2 separate regions of the Rattus norvegicus genome follow, and region 2 is linked to region 1. A link is a contact called in public Hi-C data. All regions are on one chromosome and are shown on one strand. Each heading gives the region's core, a stretch centred on a gene start, on an enhancer-like site or on the middle of the called end of the contact. The rest is flanking DNA. Distances are from core to core; before and after follow the strand shown.

The links. A called contact is a pair of places that touch in the nucleus more often than the background predicts.
Region 2: a Hi-C map of Schwann cells shows a contact between it and region 1, with 3 times the contacts expected there. The contact joins the promoter of Maml3 here to the enhancer-like site in region 1. A contact is called at or near these places in 2 of 12 Hi-C or Micro-C datasets (the A7r5 cell line and Schwann cells).

The regions. Positions count from the first base shown.
Region 1 is chr2:137,701,997-137,707,610 of GRCr8, forward strand. No RefSeq gene overlaps it. Among named protein-coding and RNA genes, the nearest start is that of Rab33b, 26 kb to the left of the region's middle. Within about 2 kb of position 2,640, at least 16 of the 93 cell types and tissues checked have an H3K27ac peak or open chromatin away from gene starts, as enhancers often do. A contact at or near this core is called in the A7r5 cell line and Schwann cells, where this site is marked.
Region 2 is chr2:138,286,348-138,291,772 of GRCr8, forward strand. It overlaps Maml3 (mastermind-like transcriptional coactivator 3), which reads right to left and starts at 2,268. Exons shown (of 5, transcript NM_001107675.3): 1 at 950-2,268. The coding sequence starts at 1,414.

The DNA.
Region 1 (5,614 bases), core at 1,390-3,889:
AGGAGCAGGAAATCAGACTGGAGGAGGGTTCTAGGAGCAGTATAACATTTAGCAATACCTGAGCCATCCATTTCACAATAGGGATTAGATGCCAGGAGGCCCCAGAAACTAAAGAAGGGCAATGGCTCAGCTGCAATTAGGACAGATAGTGTTTGTCTGCCTCAATGATTCTTGAGCCCCATACGTTTACAGTTAATAACCTCTGGGAGTCTTAAAATTATTTGATTGTTTTTTTATTCCAGATTTAAAAACATAAAAGCAGGCATGATGATATAATGAATTTCTCCAGAGCTTGCCTCTCAGCTTCCCGGTACACATCCCCCCTCCCCCGTATTAGCTTGCAGAGTTCCAAACATTGAAACTGCTGGCTTGTTCTCTGGTGACGTTAGGTAGCACTGCTTGGATCCTGACATGGCCCCCAGAGAGCACTTTGAAGACAGCCACCGTCATCCTTTCTGCTCACTTTTAACCTTTTTGCTATTGCCCAGAAACACTACCACGTGCATCAACTGTTGGACTCAAATGCAAGGCAAAGCGCCAGGGATTTTGGGTCCTGTCCAGGCAACTCCATGCAGTTAATGGGGCTGAGCATAGAGTTCAAGAGACCCAACATTTGAAAATCTCCCGTGTAAAGCTTTGATGCCACTGAGGTTGGAGGGTGAACTCAGGAATGTTGCCAGAGGTTAATAAGGCTCATAGGTGGTGTGTGCTCCTTAAAACCCACATGGAGAACTGTGGAAAACCAACTGTGCCCTTCTGGTGCTCCCCACTCCTCTCCCCTTTGCTAGATTTCCTTTCTCCCTGAATCTGAGACTCCGAGTGACTCCACAGTGACTGCATCAAGGCCAAGTGCACGATACTTGCAATCGTGGTTGACTCCTGTCAGGTTTCCGGCTGTACGCCACACCACCTACCTAAGAGGTGTTCTTGTGCACACACATGTACATACACAAGCACGCGTTCACACATGCACTCGGTGGAGGATTATAATTGTAATATATAATTTTACATTTATGATATAAATATATACACGAGATGATAAATATCTGACTGCTCTTTTAGGGATCAGTTTAGTTGCTAGGGGGCAGGCTACTTCCTTTAGTATATACATAACCCACCCAAATGACAAGCTGGGATTCACATTACTTTTTATGGGTTGGCAGGATGGTTCAGCCAGTGAAAGCACAGATGCTGGGGCTGTGGCCATCTTAGTCTTCATCCCTGGGATCCATGCATTGGAAGGAACTGACTTCTACAAGCTGCTCTCTGACCTCCACATTCATGTTAACACACACACACACACACACACACACACACACACACACACACACACACACACACAGAGAGAGAGAGAGAGAGAGAGAGAGAGAGAGAGATTAAAATTTTAAATCGCATTTTAATTTATTTTTGTGCATGCATGTTTGTACATATGTGGAGGTGAAAGGACAATCCCAGGAGTCTCTTCTCGCCTTCCACCATGCTGGCTCAGGCTCCACGGGAGTAGTAGGTGCCTTTACCACTGAGCCATCTGGCCATCCCTAAATTAATTTTCATTTCAAGGTTTTTTTTTAAGAAGATGTGGTCTCACTAGGTTGCTCTGGTTGCCCCTGGAATTTGCTATGCAAACTATGCCAGCCTTGAACTCATATACAGATCCTCTGCCTCCCGTCTCCTAAGCGCTAGGGTTTGAACCTTTAGGACTAATGGGCGCATAACCCACATCTGTCAGATAACTGCATTCTACCTGAGCACTTTGAAAAGTATCTCTGTGCAAGGTAGTGGTGGTGCACTCCTTTAATCCCAGCACCGGGGAGCTAGAGATGGGTGGATCTCTGGGTTCCGAGGCTAGCCTGGTCTACAGAGTAAGTTCCAGGACACAGAGAAACCCTGTCTTGAAATCAAAACCCAAACCCCAAACCAAACCAGAACAAAAGAGCTTTTGTCTTTAAATATAAACCAGCTTTGTTTGATACGGTTTACTGTAGGCGCCAAAAGTACTATTAGCCCTCTTAAATGTGGGCTTTTAAAACAATTAAAAAAGCTATTCAAAATTCAATCTGGTGATTACGATTGGGTAAGGTTGTTTTTGTCCTTTGTGTGTTGTTTGTCTCTGTGTGTGCCTCTGTGTGTGCCTCTGTGTGTGTGTGTGTGTGTGTGTGTGTGTGTCTGTTTCTGTGTCTGTGTGTGTGTCTGTGTGTGTTTGTGTGTATATGTCTGTGTGTGTGTCTGTGTCTGTCTCTGTGTGTCTCTCTCTCTGTGTGTGTATGTCTGTGTGTGTGTCTGTGTTTGTGTGTGTGTGTGTGTGTGTGTGTGTGTGCGTGTGTGTGGTGCCAGAGTCTCCCACATATTGTGCACTTGTCCTACCACTCAACCATACCCCAACCCTGGTAGACTTTTCTCCTTTTTACTCTTCTTTTTTGTTTGTTTTGTTGTCAGGTTTTTTGTTTGTTTGTTTGTTTTTGTTTTTTGTTTCCAAGAAGTTCTTACATGGCTCAGGCTAGCCTTGATGTAGCCCAGGATGACTTGAATTCCTGATTTTCCAGCCTCTGCTTCCCTTCCCAAGTGAAAGGTGCCTGGCCTTTGTGTTTCTTTATCTAGGTTAATGATATGAGAATAAATCCTCACCACAAGAGGGAGCTGAGCCCTAAAGAAAGTCAAGGATTGTCCGGGAACCATTTCCCCTCCCACCCCTGAGTGACCTGAGGATGGGAGGTAACTTTCATTTTCTCCTCACTTCAGTCGCTCACACTCCAAGCACAAGGCTCCCCCTTTACTCACTGTCCAGCATCTTCTTTTCATTTCTGGAGACCCAAGCCCAGAGCTCTGTTACCGAGCCACACCCCTAGTCCTGCAGCTCTGCTTTGATGTAGGCCCTTGGCTGGCCCAGGGCAGACCCTAGACTGGTGTCTTTCACACGCAGCCCAGCACAGCCAGGGGCTACGACTCCAGTGATCTCCATAAACCTTGGATACCTCCTGACACGTTCACCCCAAGGTCTGAACTCAGGAAGGTCCTGCACCCCAGAACCTATCCAGTCCTACTGTGCTTCCCCTGACTCAGCATCCTTCCTGAGGGAGACACAGGCAAAGCTCTTGCCTTAAGCGTCTCTAGATTCCTGTCTTCCTCATCTTGTGCTTCCCTGTGTGGCTACATAGGACGGGAAAACTGTCGTTGACAAAGTATTTCTTCACTGACACTTGCATTCTGGTCTTCTATCATTGTACGTAAATAACAAATCTTATGTTTGTGTGTGTGTGTGTGTGTGTGTGTGTGTGTGTGTGTGTGTGTGTGTTATATTCTAATCTTCCTGAGGTCAGAAAAGGGTATTGGTCATTGCCACTCTCTGCCCTTACTTCTGGGACAGGGTTTCTCACTGAACCTGGAGCTGGGCTGGTGGCTAGCAAGCCCAAAGTGGCCATCTTGTCTCCTCCCTGTCACTGCCTGCCTCCCCTGCCCCAGCACTGAGACCAGCATTGAGGTGGGGGCCACAGCTAGTTTTTTTTTTTTTTAATGTGGGTCCTTAGGGATCTGAACTCAAATCTTCATGTTTGACCAGCAAGTGCTCTTCTCCATGAAGCCATCTCTCCAGCCCCAAATATGCATTTTAAAAGCCCAGCCCTAAAGTCCAGCAATTGCTATTGTAAGTACATCCCAAGGAGACCGGGCTCTGCAATGTGCCTGGGCAGCACAATGGAGCTGGGCCTGACGGCGTGGGTATGCATGAGTCAGTTCGGAGGTCATGGGAGAGCATGAGTGGGAGAGCTGACTCTGCCCCTTGCTGGCGGTGCCATTGGATGAGCCAGCCTGGATGGGGCAGGAGAGCTCGCCCTTACGGTGTGGTTGTGGGAGAGCTGGTGGGCTGAGCAGCTCAGACACTTCTCAGGTCCAGATCTAGGGCTTTAAATTGGACCACCCCAACATCTACGCCATCAGTGAACTGCTGAAGTGCATGAAAGGGCCGGTCCTACAGATAGAAAACTACAGAACAGGGTAACAACAGGCTAGCCAAGAGGAGTCCCAGAGAGGGTCCAGTATGGACAGTGAAGCAGAAGCAGAGGCCTCGTACCAGACCAAGGACTTACTGCAATGAGCATTTGCAAGCAAATAAGTGTGGGCAAAGGGGTATACGTGGAGCACACTACGACACCCTACAGCTTCTCTGTTGGAGGGGGCTTGGTTGCAAGGGTATGAGGAGAAGGGGAGATGATTGGGATTGGGGTGCATGATGTGAAATTCATGAAGAACCAATAAAACATTTCATTCCCTATTTCCACCGGGCCTCCCTCTTCACCCGAGTCTTCATACCACAGCTGGAGCAATAGTGTTAGCACATGGGAGGAAGATCTTGGGATAACATGGTTTCAGGAGTGTTTCTGAGCCAGATGGAGTAGCATATGCTTGTAACTCCAGAGCCTGGGGGGCAGGAGGAATGCCCACAGTTTGAGGCCACTCTGTGTTACATAGCCAGACCCCGACTCAAAACAAGATGGCTTAGTGGTTCAACTGTGCTTGTTGACAACCTGTGTTAGATCCCTGGAGCAACTGACTGAAGGAGAGAGCTACTGCCCTAAAGTCATCTTCTGGGGCTGGAGAGATGGCTCAGCGGTTAAGAGCACTGACTGCTCTTCCTGAGGTCCTGAGTTCAAATCCCAGCAGCCACATGGTGGCTCACAACCATCTGCAATGAGATCCGATGCCCTCTTCTGGTGTGTCTGAAGACAGTGACAGTGTATTTCCATACATAAAATAAATAAATCCTTTTTTAAAAAAAATCTTCTGACCTATAGAGAAAGACAGAAACACCAAGGCACAAATGTGCCCACCCCATCCCAACTCCCGGTAAACAAATGTAATTTAAAATACTTTCCTGGATTGGGGATTTAGCTCAGCGGTAGAGCGCTTGCCTAGCGAGCGCAAGGCCCTGGGTTCGGTCCCCAGCTCCGAAAAAAAAAGAAAAAAGAAGAAGAAAAAAAGAAAAAAGAAAAAAAATACTTTCCCAATCAACAAAAAAGACTGTTTCTAAAAACTGTAATAAACTCAGTTGAACGAAATTGCTTTCTGAAGACAAACAAACATAGCTTCACTCCATTGGGTGGCTTTCTAGGAAACGGCTTCCAGACCTTTCGGAACACAGTTCCCAGCTGGACACTGGGCACCCCAGCCCACGTCCTCCTCTGCAGCCAGCCCCAACTCTTATTAAGGCTCCTGTGAGAACTACACACAGGTGTTTCAGACTTCGGGAGCAGGGCAGGGGTAGGGGGCGGGGGGTCTGTCTCTCCCCAGCCTGGAATGGTGATCTAGTTTTTTTCCTACCCTCAGGAAATTTCCCTGACTCCAAGCTCCGAGGTTCAGCCTCCCCTGCACTATTCACTCCTCTTCTTCCCCCAAGTCTACTCACTTGTGCACATTTGGTCACTGCAAGGCTCGTTAATGGTTTGTTTCCCCCTTGCTGGCAGCCTCTGGGCCTACTGTATGTAACTGAAGAGATAGGTAGGATGGGGGAACGGAGGACATGGTTTCACATTCTGCCACCAGTTAAGAGCAGACACTGAGCCCTGAGCACTTGTCACCAACAGGGCGTGTCCCAGTTGGCTACAGATGTCAACTTGATGGA
Region 2 (5,425 bases), core at 1,018-3,517, 580 kb after region 1:
CGGCCCCTTCCTCCCCTAGCACTTAAGCCATTGGCTGCGCATCCTCCCGCGAACCCACCCACCCGGCCATTTAAGCCTTTCTCCTCCCTGCTTTCCTCCACTCCTCCGGGCTCGTTACCCGTCGCAGGAAAGTTGGTGGAGTGCGAGGTGGGGGCAAGTTGAAGAAGAGGATAGGGGGCAACCATAAACCTAGAGACAGGGTCGGAGCACAGCTCTGGCAACCCCCCGCTCCCCACGAGCCGCGTCCCTCTCGACCCCTCGCTGCTGCCCCTGCCACAGCCGCCGGTCTAGAGCGACGAGCGCAGCGCTCCCGCGCCCCGCATCCGCGCGCGCCCCCACGAGTACGCGCGCGCAGCCACCCTCACTCGCATCTCACCCACTTCAAAGTTCATTCACAAAACTCTCAGACTTTTCCCAAGCCCAAAGGAGAGGAAGTCAGGGACTCTTCCTTCCCCTCCTAAGGGTTCAGGGCCTGGCGCCCACTCAGAATGTGCGACAGCATCAATTTCTCCCTGCACCGGGCGGATGTGTGGAGAGGGGTGGGCGAAAGGGGACCTATCTGGGGAGGCACGGTGGTACGGCGAAAGGTGAAGGCGGGGCGCGGAGAGGAGGAGCAGCGTGGTTTCTACTCCTGGGTTCACTCTCGTTCGAATCGATTTCTAAGACAAGGAGGGGGAAACTTTTGCTGCACCTCACTCTGGCACTAAAGCTCCCTCCTCCCCTTGGAGTCGTGACTGGCTTCTCTCCCTCTCATCCCTTCCTCCCCAAATCTGACAACCCTGACAGATTAACAGGTAGCGGCGGCGGCGACAGCGTTTACCCTAAGAAAAGTTGACGTTAACCCTTCCACTCCATCCAACCTCACCCCCGGTGCAAATCAGACCCTCACAGCCCCCAAGCCAGAAACTCCACGCCCCCGACCCCATCGCGCACCCCAGCGAGTCCTCACCATGATTAGCGTATGGTTCCTCTGCTCGGCTGAGGCAGCCTCCGCATCTTGCTGGGCTTTACTCGGGTGCTGCTGCTTGCCGGTGCCGGCGCCCGATTTCTTGGCTCTCTGCTCCAGGGTCCTCTGATAGAGGCTCACCGTGTCCCGGCGCTCCAGCTCCAGCTGCTCCACCTGAGCCTGCTGATACCTGTTCTCGCAGTTGACGTGGTGCCGGCGGCAGCCCTCGATGCGCTGGCGGAGCCGCTCGACTACCGTGCTGTGCTTGGGGACGGCCGCCGAGCTGCCGCCGGGGCCCCCGGAGCCGCCGCAGCCGCCGGCAGCGGGGTGATTGCTACTCGGAGCCACCGGAGTGCTATTGGGAGTATTCACGCCGATCCCGGCCCCGCCGAGGCTGCTGCTCAGGCTGCTGTTGATACAGATACTACCACCATTCGCGGCAGCAGCGGGGGCTGCGAAATCCCCCATCCTGCTCCCGGGGCACACTATTTTGGAAGAACTTTTTTTTTTTAATCCACCCCCTATCAGCCTCCTCCTTGGGTCCAAGGATTAAAATAGTTTAAGTGGAACGCGGGGGAGACGCAAGCACATGGATGAAAACAGCGATCCCCACGGGGTGGAAAAAAAAGAGGGGAGAGATTTTTGGGGTGGTTTTTTTTTTGTTTCCTTAAAAAAAGACTGTAAAGATCGAGGGGAGAAAAGGGGGGTCTTATCAGAATACCATCAGACACCTATCAATAGAATCCCAACAAACTGAGCCGGCAGCAGATCGGCTTGCAACTCAAGGGGAGATCCGCTCCTCGCCTGGCTCCTTTTAATAATCCATTATTTTCTAATAAATTCCAGGAGGTTTCCGGTGGTTGGCAAGCATTTTCTCCCTACGTACCGAAAAACACACCCCATGTACACACACGAGCGTGTGCCTCCAGTGCGGACACGCGCGACACACACTCACTCCACGCCGCATCGGAAAACGGCGAGCTTGCTTATTGCATTTTCCTTCCACAAAAAAGTTTTGGTGTTTATGCCGCCCCGTGTTCTCAAAGTACTTTGGCTGCTCAGTTGCATTTCACAGGAGCCTAGACATCGAGTCCTCGGGCTGGGCAAGTAAACACATGGACAGTCCGAGGCGACTGCAAAAGTAGATCGCTGGAGTCCTTTGCGAAACGCCGCCGCGCGGAGAGCAGCCACTAACGCTCGGCCAGGCTGCCGCTGCCGCCGCCGCCTCCGCCACCATCACAATGATCAACTGCTCGCCGCCGCCGCCTCCTCCTCCTCCTCGCGCTCCTCCACCTCCTCCTCCTCCTCCATGCCAGCGGAGTGATATCAGGACGCGCGAGCTCAGTAAACACGGCAGCGGCGGCGGCTGGAGGCCGTGAGACGAGCCCGGGGACCCAGTGCAAAACCTGGCCCGGACTCTCCCCGGCGGGAGCGGGCGCGGCGCGCACCGACCTGACTCCCGCCTCCCTTGCCGTCCCCCTCCCGCGCCCTCCCCTTCCCCAACCCAGCTGCTCCCCGGGATGGGAAGCACGACTTGCCAGGAGGACAGGGGAAAGCAAAGATTGGGGGGGATCTTAGGAGTGGATCACCTTTTGACCCGTGTGTGTGTGTGTGTGTGTGTGTGTGTGTGTGTGTGCGCGCGCGCGCGCGCGGCACGCGTGTATGTGTGTGTGTGTGTGTGTGAGTGAGCGCGCGGCGCGCGTGTGTGTGTGTGTGTGTGTGTGTGTGTGTGTGTGTGTGTATGTGCGCGCGCGAGTGCGCGGGGACGCGCCAGGCTGGCTGCGTTTCCTCCTGCCCAGCGAGGTATCCAGCGAGCCCAAGTTGTTGTTATACATTTATGCATTATATTGCAGAACTGTGCATGACCAGGCAGAAACATTGCAGCTTCCCAACAGTTATCATTCCCACCCATGTGAAACGAAAAGGTCAAATGAGTGGCTTGTTTTCAAGACCCAGAGAAGAAGACCCTGCTAGTGAACTCTTACTCAAAATTCTAGGACCCTCCTAACCCAAATACTTAATTTTTTTCTTACGTTTATTTATTTATTGGGAAGAAAAAGTGCCCAGTGCCACAGTGCACTCGCGCCTAGAAGTCAGATGACAGTTTTGTGGAGTCCTCCAAGGTGGGTACTAGGGTTTGAATCAAGGTTGTCAAGATCTCAGATCTCAACTTTACCTCCTGGAAATCTCATCTGGCTCAAGTACCCATTTCTCAATGAACAGAAATAAGCAGTCAAAACAAGACCTTGGGATATTATTTATTTCTCTGTACATAACGACTGTTGTTATTAGGGGGATTATTGTTTTATTTATCCCTGAAAAAATTAAAACCAAGCAAGCAGGGACTTGGAGGTGAGACTAACAGTACATTTTTAACAGACTGTTTTGAACACTAGGTGCTAATGACTACGGCAGTAATTAAGGGTCCTTCCTAAATCAAGTGGAAAGATTGCAGATTTCATGTGTTAGAACTATAGAGAAAAAAAAAAAAAACAAACCAGCATTTCACAGTTTGTTGTGACCAAAACAAAACAAGCCAAAAAAAAAAAAAAAAAAAAAAAAAAAAAGCAGGCTTACCTTACTGCTAGATACATTTCTATTTCAATGGATTCACAACATGGTACAATTGAAATGGAGTTAATACAGAAAAGTAATCTCTTGTTTTATTATCATGCGTTAGCTGCCCGGACATCAAGTATCTATCTGACAAGAAAGGGCTAAAAACACAGGGAATAAAAGAACTTTGGGCCTTGTTTTTTTTTTTTTTGTATGACAAAACTTTTCCTGGGGAGGTCCAATGCACACGCCTACTCATCCCAGACAGAGAGCCCATAAACCAGAGTACAGATACCACCGAAGTCCAACTTGGTGAACCAATGAGTTTTATTGGTGCTACTTACAGGAATATGGGTGAGGGGTTCCTTCAGGAGCAGAAATGACTCAAAGACAGCTGCATCACCACAGCCAAACCCAGGGTGGCTGACAGCTCATAAGCTCTGGGAGCCCGGAGCACACTGCACAGCCTGCAGCAGCTCAACAGGTTGGACAGTGTCCTTTCCCAGTGCCTCGGTTGTTTTAACCCTCTTCTATGCAGCTTGGCTGGTTTCTGCAGCTTCTGGGCAGCCGATTTGATCCCAGTCTTCTTTGTAGCTTGGCTTGTCTGAGTCTTTTTTTTTTTTTTTTTCCCACAGTTTCTCTCCCAAGTCTGAGAGGGACTCTTAGCTTTTATTGTTAACCCTGGCAAGGAGTGGCATAGTGAATCTGGTCAGTTTCTGGGACTTCCTGAAGCTATTTTGATTAACTTACCTTCCTGCTTAAAGAGCACTCTGAGGAAACTGTTACACACTTATGAACTAGGCATGAGGTCTGATTTAAAGACTCTTCATTTCTTGGTTTCACTGATTAGCAGCGATGCTGTTTCTAACCTCATAGTATCAAATATCTGTAGCTATAGTTCTCAATCAGGTCTGTATGGTGAACTGTATCTTTAACACCCACTGAATCATTTGGTTTTGAAAAGGGGGAGCAAATTATTTACCTTGGTGAAAGGCTCTAAGAGGTAAAAACCTAGTGTGAGAGAATCTCTCCTTAAAGTCATCTTCCTTTTCTGAAGCCTATCTAATTAACAGGCAAGCTCCTGAGTCATTAATGCTCCTCAAGGCCAGCCAGAAAACTAATCTGAGGGGCTGAAGAGCTGGCTCAGAAGTTAAGAACACTAGCAGAGTACCAAGGTTTGGTTTCCAGAACCATGGTAGTTTACAACAGCCTAGCATCCCAGTTCTGGAGGATCTGGCAACCCTCCTCTGGCTTCTTCAGTCTCAACACACACACACACAGAGCACATACATGCAGGCAAAATAACGAGAAATACATCCCTGTTAAAAAGAAAATTAAGCCAAGTAAGCTGTATACGAAAGAATCCACTTGCACTCTAAGAAAATATAGGAAATGAAATTGCAAGGGAAAGAGATGAGCAGGTATCCTTTCTGATGTGCTCACAAAGAGGTCACACCCATGGCTTCACCTCAGAGGGGATGCTGTGCCTCTGAGCATGCTCCAACCCTCACCCCTACTTACTACACAGCCAAGTCAAGACTGCAACATGGTTTACCCAGGCAAGAAGTCAGAGGGTCTGAACTACAGGGTCTCTGGTTTCGAGACATTACTATTCATTCTATTTTTTTTCTTGAAACTCAGACTTTAATTTTTCCCCCCATGGAGAATTTCCTATGCTGAGAAAACAAAAATAACAATAATTGCGGCATTATGAGTTAATGTTCTTGTCTATCTTAAAAGGAAACTGAAAGTACATGGAAATTTGCATCCTTCTCTTTGGGGGACCAGTTTGTAGAGGAGTTTACTTGGTGATGGTACCCAAGAGCTCCCCAATGGTGAGTAGAGCTATTCTTGCATAGCAACAGCAAGTTGGACCTGATTTTAGTGCATGACATAGGCCATATTCAAAAGAAGAACACAGTT